2 separate regions of the Danio rerio genome follow, and region 1 is linked to region 2. Evidence: chromatin contacts called from public HiCAR-type data. All regions are on one chromosome and are shown on one strand. The core of a region is the stretch at or near the end of the contact, and the rest is flanking DNA. Distances in the headings are between cores, read along the strand shown. Region 1 holds the start of irf2bp2b (interferon regulatory factor 2 binding protein 2b). Region 2 holds the start of tomm20b (translocase of outer mitochondrial membrane 20b).

What was found. HiCAR-type assays count read pairs that join an accessible place to other places.
Region 1: a HiCAR-type map of caudal fin shows a contact between it and region 2, with 5 times the contacts expected there. The contact joins the promoter of irf2bp2b here to the promoter of tomm20b in region 2. A contact is called at or near these places in 2 of 18 Hi-C or Micro-C datasets (caudal fin and skeletal muscle) and 2 of 4 datasets of contacts at active chromatin or transcription factors (caudal fin and embryo).

The regions. Positions count from the first base shown.
Region 1 is chr11:46,949,486-46,956,087 of GRCz12tu, forward strand. irf2bp2b (interferon regulatory factor 2 binding protein 2b) reads left to right here and starts at 4,818. Exons shown (of 2, transcript NM_214752.1): 1 at 4,818-5,753. The coding sequence starts at 4,991. LOC137496742 (a long non-coding RNA gene) reads left to right here. Exons shown (of 5, transcript XR_012387387.1): 3 at 1,952-2,103.
Region 2 is chr11:46,875,019-46,880,956 of GRCz12tu, forward strand. It overlaps tomm20b (translocase of outer mitochondrial membrane 20b), which reads right to left and starts at 3,135. Exons shown (of 5, transcript NM_001002698.1): 1 at 2,906-3,135. The coding sequence starts at 3,029.

The DNA of each region.
Region 1 (6,602 bases), core at 3,568-6,067, 76 kb after region 2:
TCTACACGCAATATCCCTGTAAAGTAGATTGTGCAACATAGAGCGGATTCACAAGACGACAGAAATAAAATCAAGGTAACTAGGGGTGAGTTTCTCCAGACGGGGCCGAAGGTGAGGGATGTTCCAATCCTACTAAACCAGCTTAACTAATAGCCTTAAGAGGAGGGGAGGGGTTACCTAGAAAACAGGTTGGCATGACAACAAGGGAAAGCCTGCGTAAAGGTCTGAGCCGAGAGAGAAAATGCCAGTAAGCAACATGTGCTCTAATCTGGCGTGTTAGTCACTGGAGAGGATTACGTCTGACTGTGGCGAGCGCAGAAAGTGTTTATGCTGCACTTTGAAGCCATAATAACACGGAACAATGTGTTCCATTATAAAGCAGAAATGGCTAACATTGTTTAGTGTGCAGTCGTACACATTCCCCGCTGCTGCTGCTGACTATGCGGAACTGAAACGCATGTCGTAATGCATGAGCTTAATAATGTTAGGCGTTCAGAAAAGTGTTGCATCACATTGTGAAACCCGTGCTGCAGTTTGCATGTACAGTATTGATGGCGGTCAGGAAGGGGTGTGGGGTGAAACTGTGAGATAAGATGAAAGCAACACATCAAGTGAATCTCTATTACATTAGCTATGTTTACTTTCACGGTAACACTTTACAATAAGGTTCATTAGTTAATGCATTTACTGACATGAGCTAATCATGAACAACACATGTACAGCATTAATTAATCAGAATTGAACATTTACTAATGCATTATTAACATTTAAGTCCATGCTTGTAACATTAGCTAATGCACCATGAGTTAACATGAACTAACAATGAACTACTGTATTTTCATTAACTAACGTTAACTAGCATGAACAAATACAGCAGTAAATGTATTGTTTACTGTTTGTTCATGTTAGTAAATGCATTAATTAACATTAACTAATGAACCTTATTGTAACGTGTGACCACTTTCACTTACTTATGTACATTTTGGATTATTGCATTAAAAATGTGCAATGGAAACACAAAGATGTGCTATGTTTTGAAAATGTGCTTAAAAACATGAGTTTTGCAGTGTCTCATTTCAGAGGCTGCATCCTCCAAAGAGTGCAGACTTTAACGGTGAGTCCTTCGAAGTCCACACAGACCGAAACGAGTGTTTTAAAATCAGACGCTCTAGCCTACAGAGGACAGATCTCGTAACCTAGCAACCGTAACAGCTGCCGTTAATAAGTGGTAATGAAATTGTAATTACTTTTTTTTTCCGAAGTGATTTTAAAACCTATTGTAAGCGATTTAAAGGTTTACAGAAGCTAGAAATGTATTTCCTTTGATCCATACATGTACACTCAAACATGTAAACTGTCTATAAAATCTATTTTTCGTAAGATTTGTCATACTCATTTTGTTTTTTTAACAATATCCACGTAAAATAAAGCTAATTCATACATTTAAACCGGGGGTTTCTTTTAAAAGCGTGCAATGAATCTTGGGGCGTTCGAAGGATCCACCAGTTGTATCCTTTATTACCTGGGAAACGAAGAACGCATTTGGAGGCTGGGTTTGAAGGAGCCTTCGAATTTTTTTGAAATGACACAGCCTTCGTCGCGCCTCTGACTCAGCGCACTTCAAATGCATCCTTCTGAGGGTGCAGCCTCTGAAACGAGACACAGCTTTGGATACATCTTTATATATGATAAGAAAAAATGTGCATAAACTACCATGGAAAAACACATTTAGTGAATAAACTGATGTGGTTTAGTTTTTGCCAGATGATTTGACATATAAATGTTTGTGTGAGGGTCTTTGAGTCTTTAATGTTGGTCTGCAGCCCTCCATGTCTCCAGCTTTACATTGTAAAATATCTGAAATGTTGTTGTGCTGATTTTAAAAGGCTTCAGTCCTCCGTCAGTCCGTCATCACAGTGCTTCAGTATTCTTCTTCTATTATTCCCTCCAGAACTGTCTTGAGCATCTGTCTGCGCTCCCGTCTCAAGCCTCCAAAAGCCACCGGGTTCATTGCGTTTGGTCTTCGTCTTCTGAGGCGCAGCTCATTTATTAGAGGAGAACAAACACCACAGTGGAGAATCCCAACAGTGCAGCAAACTACAGGTGGAAACGTTGCTTTATTCACAAATTATATCTCATCACACCTATTTTTATCATCACAATGCATTAAAACTGACTTTTTGGATGCACACTGCAATTTATTCTGTAAATGCATTTCCAGCTTAGTTTATGCACATTTTTTGTGTGCATTTTTAATGCGATATTTCTAAATGCACATAAAAAATAGTGGATGTAAACATCTTTGTTCCCGAAAGTATTCAGAATATGTTGTTTTGTGATCAACAGAAGAAATACATTCATTCTAGAAGCACTTGAGGGTGAGTAAATGATGAGGAAATGTTCGTTTTTGGTCAACGATCTTGGTTTTATGGTAATGGAGATTATGCTTGATGTGTTGCTTTCATCTCAAACTAGTTTTGGTTTGAACACACTCCTCCTTCCTGACCACCTGCCATAAATTCTGCTGTCAAAACAGCAATGCAAAAAAGCCGTAATGATCATGTTTCTGGGCTGCACCCAACGTGCACTCGCTGTCAGCGTGTTTTCTGGCTTTGCAGCGACTCGTCCAGCAGAGCATGTTCACAGATCTCTGGCCGTCTGCCAGTAGGGTTGGTTTGTTTTTCCACGGATGGGTGAGGTACGTGCCTAACTCTCTTACTTCCTCATGAGTGCCTGCAAAAACAAGTCCCACTCGGTGCCTGCGGCTCCCGAATCGCCTCGCCCGAGAAAATCAGCTTTGTGTGCTGATCGGAAAGACATTCAGGCAGACGGAAAAACTGCATATCGCTTTAATTCTTACTGTGTTGAATTCCCCATTTCATTAATAAAAACATTTCCAATCTACATATTTGCACATGTATTACTCTATTGTAAATTTGGAAATAAAACAAGATGATTGGTGTAACCGTTTAAAGGGATAGATCACCTAATAAAGGAATATTTCTGTACTGTTTACTCACACTCAAAATGATTTATAACTTTGAACTCAAAACAAGATATTCTGAAGAATGCTGAATGAAAATATGCCATGGTTGGAGGCAAAAATACCAATGATTCTCTTCCAAAACTGTTGAACAGAAGGCTCAAACAGGTTTGGAACAGATGTAAATGATGACAGAATTTATTTTTGTGTGCGCTACCTCTTTAACAGTTAAATAAAATGGTAGTGATTCTTAAATAAATGGATCAGTATTATTAATATATATTAATTGACTGTCAATTTAAGAGTGAAAATCCATTTACAAGATATTTTAAGTCCAACTGCTGTGTTCCCAAATGTTAAAACACTTTCATTTTGCTGCACACTATGACCCACATGTATCCGAGGTGAAGTGATTGCCTAACTCGCTTTCAGTCATGAGTCACATATAAACGGATGACAAAAAAAAGAATTTGGAAATGCAGAACCACGTGGTCTAGACTCGTTGTCTTCGCTGTGGGACTTTCCATAATTTTGCCAGCCATCATGAATCACATGCTCTTCTTGGCAGGCTTGAATCAGGCTTTGAGGCTGAACGAAGTCCAGTTCTGATGAATAATCTACCAGTGCAGATATTCCAGACGCAAAACGGCTCCCAAGTGCACTACTGCTGGAATGATTAAAAACTCCAACGAAAGCTGCTGTAATTTCTCTAAACCGCGTCCGAGTCGAAGCCTTATTGCAGCAGTTGTGTTGTTTTATGTGTTTGGGGTTATGGAAGAGTTAAAGGGATGCGGTGGCGCGTGACGTTGCGTTGGCAGCAGCGCTGGAATGTGGAACTCTGAGGGTTCTAAGATCACATTTACACACAGCCCTCAGTAGTGCACTTTAAGCAGCTTTGGTAAATGGGTCAATACTGTTTTGCAGGTCCTGTGAACTGCGGAGCCTTAAAAAGTGATTAAACTTGATTTTTTAAACAATAACATTAAATCTAAATAAAGATCTGAGGTTAGATATTGCTCAGCAAGGGATTTACAGATGACTGCAGATAATGGGAATAGCTCATGTAAAAATGAAAACTCCTGTCATCATTTACTCAGCCTTCTTTCCCACTTTTATTTGTTGTTGATCACAGGAGAAGATATTTTGGAGCATGCTGTAAACCTCTAACTATTGACTTCCATATTTGTTTATTCCTACTGTGGAAATCAATGGTTTCAGGTTTTCAGCTTACTTCAAAATATAATATTTGGTGTTTGGAAACTCATAAAGGTTTTGGTTCACTTTACTGTGAACTGTACTTCTGATGTTAGCCTATTCTACATTTTTATACGAGTATATAAAATATATTAAACCAGTTTCAGACATGGATGTGATGTATGGGAGTGACAAATCAAATAATACCTGAAAACAAAAATCCTTTTTAAAGTACTTGTGCAGTTGATTCACATGATTTTTGTAATCGGATGATATTGGAAGAACTTTAAAATTAACCATCCACTTTAAAAATCCTGAGATCAATAACCCATTCAACAATTCTGTCACAGATTTAATTTTGTGCTGTAAATCGTTTAAACTTAAGTAATCTAACGCTCAAATTACGTTTATATTCATCGCACAGCAACTCGGTGGAAAAAGCACACTTTCTGAGGTATTTTCCACCTTTTTGGTCGATGTTTTTGATGTCTCTTCAGTTCAGCCTCGTCGAATGACGACTGCAAAAATTACGCTCTCATTCAGCGTGAGGAGGGAGCAGCGCGCGTGCGCAGAGCGAGTTGTCGAAGAATCAAGTAAATACAAGCAGCGCGGTGACGTCACCGCTCCCACACCGAGAGCTCGCGGGCTGGAGCGCACACTGCCATGAACTTCGGAGCGTAACTTCGCCGTTTTTCTCGCTTTTCGGACGGGCTGGGAAACTACGACCATATATATTCTTTTTACCTCATCACCACGAGCAGCATTTGGAGAAATTAGTTGCAACATTTGTGCCGTTTCCCCGTGTTCAGCAGCATGTCGTCTGCGGCGGTCGCTGCCTCGCGCAGGCAGTCGTGTTATTTGTGCGATCTGCCCCGCATGCCGTGGGCGATGATCTGGGATTTTACCGAGCCCGTGTGTCGCGGGTGCGTCAACTACGAGGGAGCCGACCGGATTGAATTTGTGATCGAAACCGCGCGGCAGCTAAAGCGCGCGCATGGCTTTCAGGAGGGCAGATCACCGGGTCCGGTGGGCAAACCTGGCAAGGACATGCAGTCCATCAATCACGCGGAACCGGGCTCTCGTCCTCCGCAGCCGCTGGATCGGTACCCGTTAACGTCAGACAGACCTCCTAGACTAGGTGCGGAGTACCAACGCCAGGCGAATGGGATCCCGGTGCCAAACGGGTTTCCGAAGCCCGACGAACCCCCGGAGTTGAACCGACAAAGCCCGAACCCACGTCGGACCGGAGCCATTCCACCCAACCTGGTGCCGCTTGTGAACGGGAGCATGCCGCCGGTGCACGCGCTCAACGGGAGATCCGTGCAGATGGGCATCCCCCCGGGCGCGCTGGCGGAGCATGTGGGCAAACGAGCGGACGACATGAAGGACAAACACCGGGCCGACAGCATGAGCGACCCGAGCGACGGACACAAGCGGGTGGATGAGTGGACGCAGAAGGGCAAGACGGTGCGGGAGATGATGACGCTGCAGACGCTCGACTCCCGGTTCAAGAAGGAGCACGCGCCGCTGCCGCACAGGATGAGCTACGAGAGCAGCTCCGGTGCCTTAAAAACAGGTACGGGTCACGCTTCACGCGCAGTGTGTGTGGCTGGGATGATTATGGAATTTAATGAAACATCCCAGATTGTAATCTTGTGTAGGAAACACAGCAAGTCTGCGTTTGTTATCAGCATTCAACCTGTAGAACAGTCTAACAAACAGCACGTGCTCTTGAGTTTATTATCCATTTTAAAATCAAATCAAGTTCATTATAAAGCACAATAAAAGCAGCTGTAGTGGATGTCTGTTGAGAAAACAAATCAGAACACAGATGTAAGTGACTGCAGTGCATTTAAAGAACACCAAGACAGCAGAAAAACACTGATTAATAACAATCTTCAATACATTATGGACCGGTTTAATCGTCAACTATGTGAAAACATCCTGTAAGACATTAACATCTCATTTATGCATGCATTAATGTATGTTGTTCACACTCATATTTAATAATTGTGTCAAACTCTGCTGTAATCTGTCATATAATATATTTTCTGTTTAAACACGTAAAACATCAGAGCGTGATCTCAAACTTTAGATTTCAGGTGCACATTTGAATATTTATGTAGTCCTTAAAATAATTTGACATCAGAAAGAATCAAATTGTGAAAATCAGTCATGCATTAGTGCTTAAACCCATATCAAACTCAAGAGCATGTGTAGATTTTGCTCACACTCATGCTGTGTTAAGTCTTCAGCGTAAATTGACATGTCAGAACAGGCAAACTGTCAAACTCACACATGCATCAGCATCCAAAACCATATCAATCTCCAGAGCATGCTTCAAAACTTCAGAAAGAACATGCATACTTGTATATATATTTAATTCCTCATATAATTGGACATGTCAGAACATGCAAACCATCAG
Region 2 (5,938 bases), core at 1,885-4,384:
CACTTCAGTTCACATGTAGACAGACAAAATTATAGATAGATAGATAGATAGATAGATAGATAGATAGATAGATAGATAGATAGATAGATAGATAGATAGATAGATAGATAGATAGATAGATAGATAGATAGAAAAGACAAATAGATGATAGAGAAGGACAAATTGACAAACATATTTATTTATATATGAATACACTCACTGGCCACTTTATTAGGTACACCTGTCCAACTGCTCGTTAATGCAAATTTCTCATCAGCCAATCACATGGCAGCAACTCAATGCATTTAGGCATGTAAATATGGTCAAGACGATCTGCTGCAGTTCAAAGCGAGCATCAGAATGGGGAAGAAAGGGGATTTAAGAGACTTTGAATGTGGCATGGTTGTTGCCTGTACAGCTAAGAACAGGAAACTGAGTCTCCATTTCTGCTGCCACATTCAGAATTTGGCCTCAACAACATGAAAGCATGGATCATCCTGCCTTGTATCAGCGGTTCAGGCTGGTGGTGGTGGTGTAATGGTGTGGGGGAGATTTTCTTTGGGTCCATTAGTACCAATTGAGCATCAACGCCACAGCCTACCTGAGTATTGCTGCTGACCATGTCCATCCCTTTATGAGCACAGTGTCTCCATCTTCTGATGGCTACTTCCAGCAGGATAACGCAGCATGTCATAAAGCTCAATCATCTCAGACTGCTGAACATGACGATGAGTTCACTGTACTCAAATGGCCTCCACAGTCACCAGAGCTCAATCCAATAGAGCAGCTTTGGGATGTGGTGGAACGGGAGATTGGCATCATGGATGTGCAGCCGACAAATCTGCAGCAACTGTGTGATGCTATCATGACAACATGGAGCAAAATCTCTGAGGAATATTTCCAGCAGCTTGTTGAATCTCTGACATGAAGGATTAAGGCAGTTCTGAAAGCAAAAGGTGGTTTAACCCCGTACTAGTAAGGTGTACCTAATAAAGTGTCCGGTTAGTGTATATGTGTGTGTAATTTTGAACACCTTGTGACATGCTACTTTAAATATTCACTCTAAAATTGCATGCAAGTATGACTTCAAAAGTAATTGACTGAACAGTGCAGTACTTTGACAGTCATTAGCTGATAATATGACTATTTAGAATTTGCATATTATATTTTTCTACATTTATATTATAAAGGAGAAAGTTAGAATGTGTGAATATAGAACCAACTTTACCCCAATATGAGAGAGTGATAGACAGATGGACGGACAGATAGAAAAATACATATATAGAGAGAGCAAGATGGAGAAAATGACAGATAAGCAGGAGGAAGGACAGACAGAACACATGCAGAATGACAGACAGATATAGATGTATACAGATAGATATAGATGTATACAGATAGATATAGATGTATACAGAAAGACAGACAGATATAGATGTATACAGAAAGACAAACAGATATAGATGTATACAGAAAGACAAACAGATATAGATGTATACAGAAAGACAAACAGATATAGATGTATACAGAAAGACAAACAGATATAGATGTATACAGATAGACAGACAGATATAGATGTATACAGAAAGACAAACAGATATAGATGTATACAGAAAGACAAACAGATATAGATGTATACAGATAGACAGACAGATATAGATGTATACAGAAAGACAAACAGATATAGATGTATACAGAAAGACAAACAGATATAGATGTATACAGATAGACAGACAGATATAGATGTATACAGAAAGACAAACAGATATAGATGTATACAGAAAGACAAACAGATATAGATGTATACAGATAGACAGACAGATATAGATGTATACAGAAAGACAAACAGATATAGATGTATACAGATAGACAGACAGATATAGATGTATACAGAAAGACAAACAGATATAGATGTATACAGAAAGACAAACAGATATAGATGTATACAGATAGACAGACAGATATAGATGTATACAGAAAGACAAACAGATATAGATGTATACAGAAAGACAAACAGATATAGATGTATACAGATAGACAGACAGATATAGATGTATACAGAAAGACAAACAGATATAGATGTATACAGAAAGACAAACAGATATAGATGTATACAGATAGACAGACAGATATAGATGTATACAGAAAGACAAACAGATATAGATGTATACAGAAAGACAAACAGATATAGATGTATACAGATAGACAGACAGATATAGATGTATACAGAAAGACAAACAGATATAGATGTATACAGAAAGACAAACAGATATAGATGTATACAGAAAGACAAACAGATATAGATGTATACAGATAGACAGACAGATATAGATGTACGCATAGATATAGATGTATAGAGAAAGACAGACATATATAGATGCATACAGTAAGACAGATATAGATGTATACAGTAAGACAGATATAGATGTATACAGACAGGTACAGATGTATACAGAAAGACAGACAGATATAGATGTATACAGAAAGACAGACAGATATAGATGTATACAGAATGACAGATAGATATAGATGTATACAGAATGACAGACAGATATAGATGTATACAGAAAGACAAACAGATATAGATGTATACAGAATGACAGATATAGATATATACAGAATGACAGACAGATATAGATGTATACAGATAGACAGACAGATATAGATGTACGCAGATAGATATAGATGTATAGAGAAAGACAGACAGATATAGATGTATACAGACAGATATAGATGTATAGAGAAAGACAGACAGATATAGATGTATAAAGACAGACAGATATAGATGTATACAGACAGATATAGATGTATAGAGAAAGACAGACAGATATAGATGTATAGAGAAAGACAGACAGATATAGATGTATACAGAATGACAGACAGGCACAGACTCTATGCAGAGGGATAAACAGGCCGCTGCTTCTCTCACGTTCTCGTAGTTTGTTCTTGTAGTTCGGGTCACTCCGTCTCTTCCTGTCGAAATAAATGCAGTAACCGACGAAGAGCGCCGCGCCCAAACCAGCCGCGATCCTGCTGCTGCTGCCGCCCATCATGACGAGAGAAACCCACACAGAACCGCAAGCAAAAACACCGGAAAATTACAAATAATCACGTCGATCAGAGCCACTGCATGACCCTCAGCGGAGCCACACGAGGAAGGACCCTAGCGACGTCACTCAGATAAGCGGCCGCTGATGGCGCCTGAGCACAAACACTGAGCGACTCTACACAACTCTACACTTTACTCAAATGAGGAGTAATCCATGTAAGAGCGATTTAACTTAATGTAGAAAATACTATTCTTTTTATTAAAAATCAACGTTTTAGAAGAGCTGCTACTTCTAGATTGACAGCAGGTGGCAGTAAAGACCCGCTGAATACAATTAAACAGTTATTTAAGGTGAAGTCTAGATGGGATACAGCTGCGGATATTCGCGTCAACGTAGCATAACCTTTTATAACACTGTACAGCCATAATTAATATTTTTTACCTTATCATGATAGTTTGGTTTAGGAATGAAGAAGTTAATAAAATACTATTTAATGGGTAATTTGATACATAATATCGTTAACTTCCATCCGCAGCTGTATCCCATTGTTTCATGAGTTGTTAGTGTTAGTGATTTTTGGTTAAGATGTTTAGATTAAGTTGTGTTAATTGTGCTTTAAGGCTTAAAATAACGTTATTTAACTCAAAATTGCTTAATAAAAAATGTATTCAACTCTTTTTATTCTCCGAAAGTCTGTATTATTTATTTGTTGGTATTTTATGTATTATTTATTTGATTATTTTCAACAGTAACAAACTATATTTGTTTGAGAAACTTATAGTGATGTCCTTTGTATTCTTATGAATTGTAATTTTTCCATGTAACACGTATTGATGACCAAACTATTGATTTAATAATTAATTTAATAGCTATTTTTATTATTATTATTATTAATAATATTGTTATTATTATTAACATTATTTGTTTATGTTTGGTAAATTCAGAACGATTTGATTAATAAAAATATTGATTCTCTAGTTTTAGGTGCAGGATTATATAAAGGAGTAAATAGTTGTATGAATGTTTAGGTGTTTAAGTAGGGTGTTGTGAGCATGTTCAGCCTGCTGTTATGTTTTATCTTTTTATCTTCAAGATTGATGTATATTTATTTATTTTATATTTTTATTAATTGTGTGATGCTTTTTAATCTTTTTTGGCTCTGTCCTTTATTATTCTGTATCTGCCCCTTCATCTCAGTTTCTAAGCCTGTAGAAAACATCAGATATTTTAGGTAATGTGGTATTAGATGAGGAATACATGTCAGTTTCTTTTCCTCATCCACAAATGAAGTCCTCTGGTCCAGATGTGAGTTCCAGCAGCTCTGGAGTCAGTTGTCTGTGGGTTTAGTGTTTTGGGTTTGTCAGGTCTCCTCCTCTTTCCCCTTCAGAGACACAAGTGTAATTATTTTTACCCAGAGCTGCAGCTGTTTTTCAGAAGGGCTGGCAGACGCTGCGCTGCTCGGAGTCACGCCAGCAGACGACAACTGAAAAAATCAGCCATTACAACTGGAAGAAAATACAGCACAGTTGAGCTGCTGCCCAGCAGCGGCCCAGCAGAAGCCTTTATGGCAGCAGAGGCTGTATTTTCCATCAACTGGAGCTGTCTGATGTCATGCGATGTGTTTTCAAGGATGAACACGTAGTGGAACCTGGAGCCGGTGCTGTCTGCCCCATCCAGAAGCATCGAGAGCTCGTTCTTCAGTCCACGAAAGGCTCTTTATAGTCAGCATGAAACTGAAATTAAGATTAGATGTACATCACCATATGGGGGAAAAGGCAATTGAAACAGCCCCAGCTCTACAGCCATGTCACCCTGCAGCCCAAGACCGGTTACTCACTGAAGCTAAGCAGGGCTGAGCCTGGTCAGTACCTGGATGGGAGACCACTAGGGAACACTAGGTTGCTGTTGGAAGTGGTGTTAGTGAGGCCAGCAGGGGGCGCTCAACCTGTGGTCTGTGTGAGTCCTAATGCCCCAGTAAAAGTGAAGGGGACACTAAACTGTCAGTGGGCGCCGTCTTTCGGATGAGACGTTAAACCGAGGTCCTGACTCTCTGAAGGCACTTCTCGTGAAAGAGCAGGGGTGTAACCCCGGTGTCTTGGCCAAAGTCCCTCTATCGGCCCTTACGATCATGGCCTCCCAATCATCCCCTCTCCACGAATTGGCTCTATCACTGTCCCTCCACTCCACCAATAGCTGGTGTGTGGTGAGCGCACTGGCGCCGTTGTCCTGTGGCAGCTGTCGCATCATCCAAGTGGATGCTGCACACTGGTGGTGGTGTGGAGAGACCCTCCCTCATGATTGTGAAGCGCTTTGGGTGTATTGCTATACACAATAAATGCGCTATATATAAATACACATTACATTACATTACATTACATTACTCCAAAGGACTGATAGCTCCGCCCTAAATAACTGATAGCTCCACCCTAAAGAAATGAAAGATCCGCCCCTAAAAGACTGATAGCTCCACCCTAAAAGAATGATAGCTCCACCCCTAAAGGACTGATACCCCCGGCCTAAAGGACTGATAGCTCCACACTAAAAGAATGATAGCTCCACCCCTAAAGGACTGAAGGCTCCACCCTAAAGGAATGAAAGTTCCGCCCCTAAAAGACTGATAGCTCCACTCCAAAGGACTGATAGCTCCGCCCTAAATAACTGATAGCTCCACCCTAAAGAAATGAAAGATCCGCCCCTAAAAGACTGATAGCTCCACCCCAAAGGACTGATAGCTCCACCCTAAAGGACTAATAGCTCCACCCTAAAGGAATGAAAGTTCCGCCCATAAAAGACTGATAGCTCCACTCCAAAGGACTGATAGCTCCGCCCTAAATAACTGATAGCTATGCCCGAAAAGGACTGATAGCTCCACCCTAAAGGAATGATAGCTCCGCCCTAAAGAATTAATAACC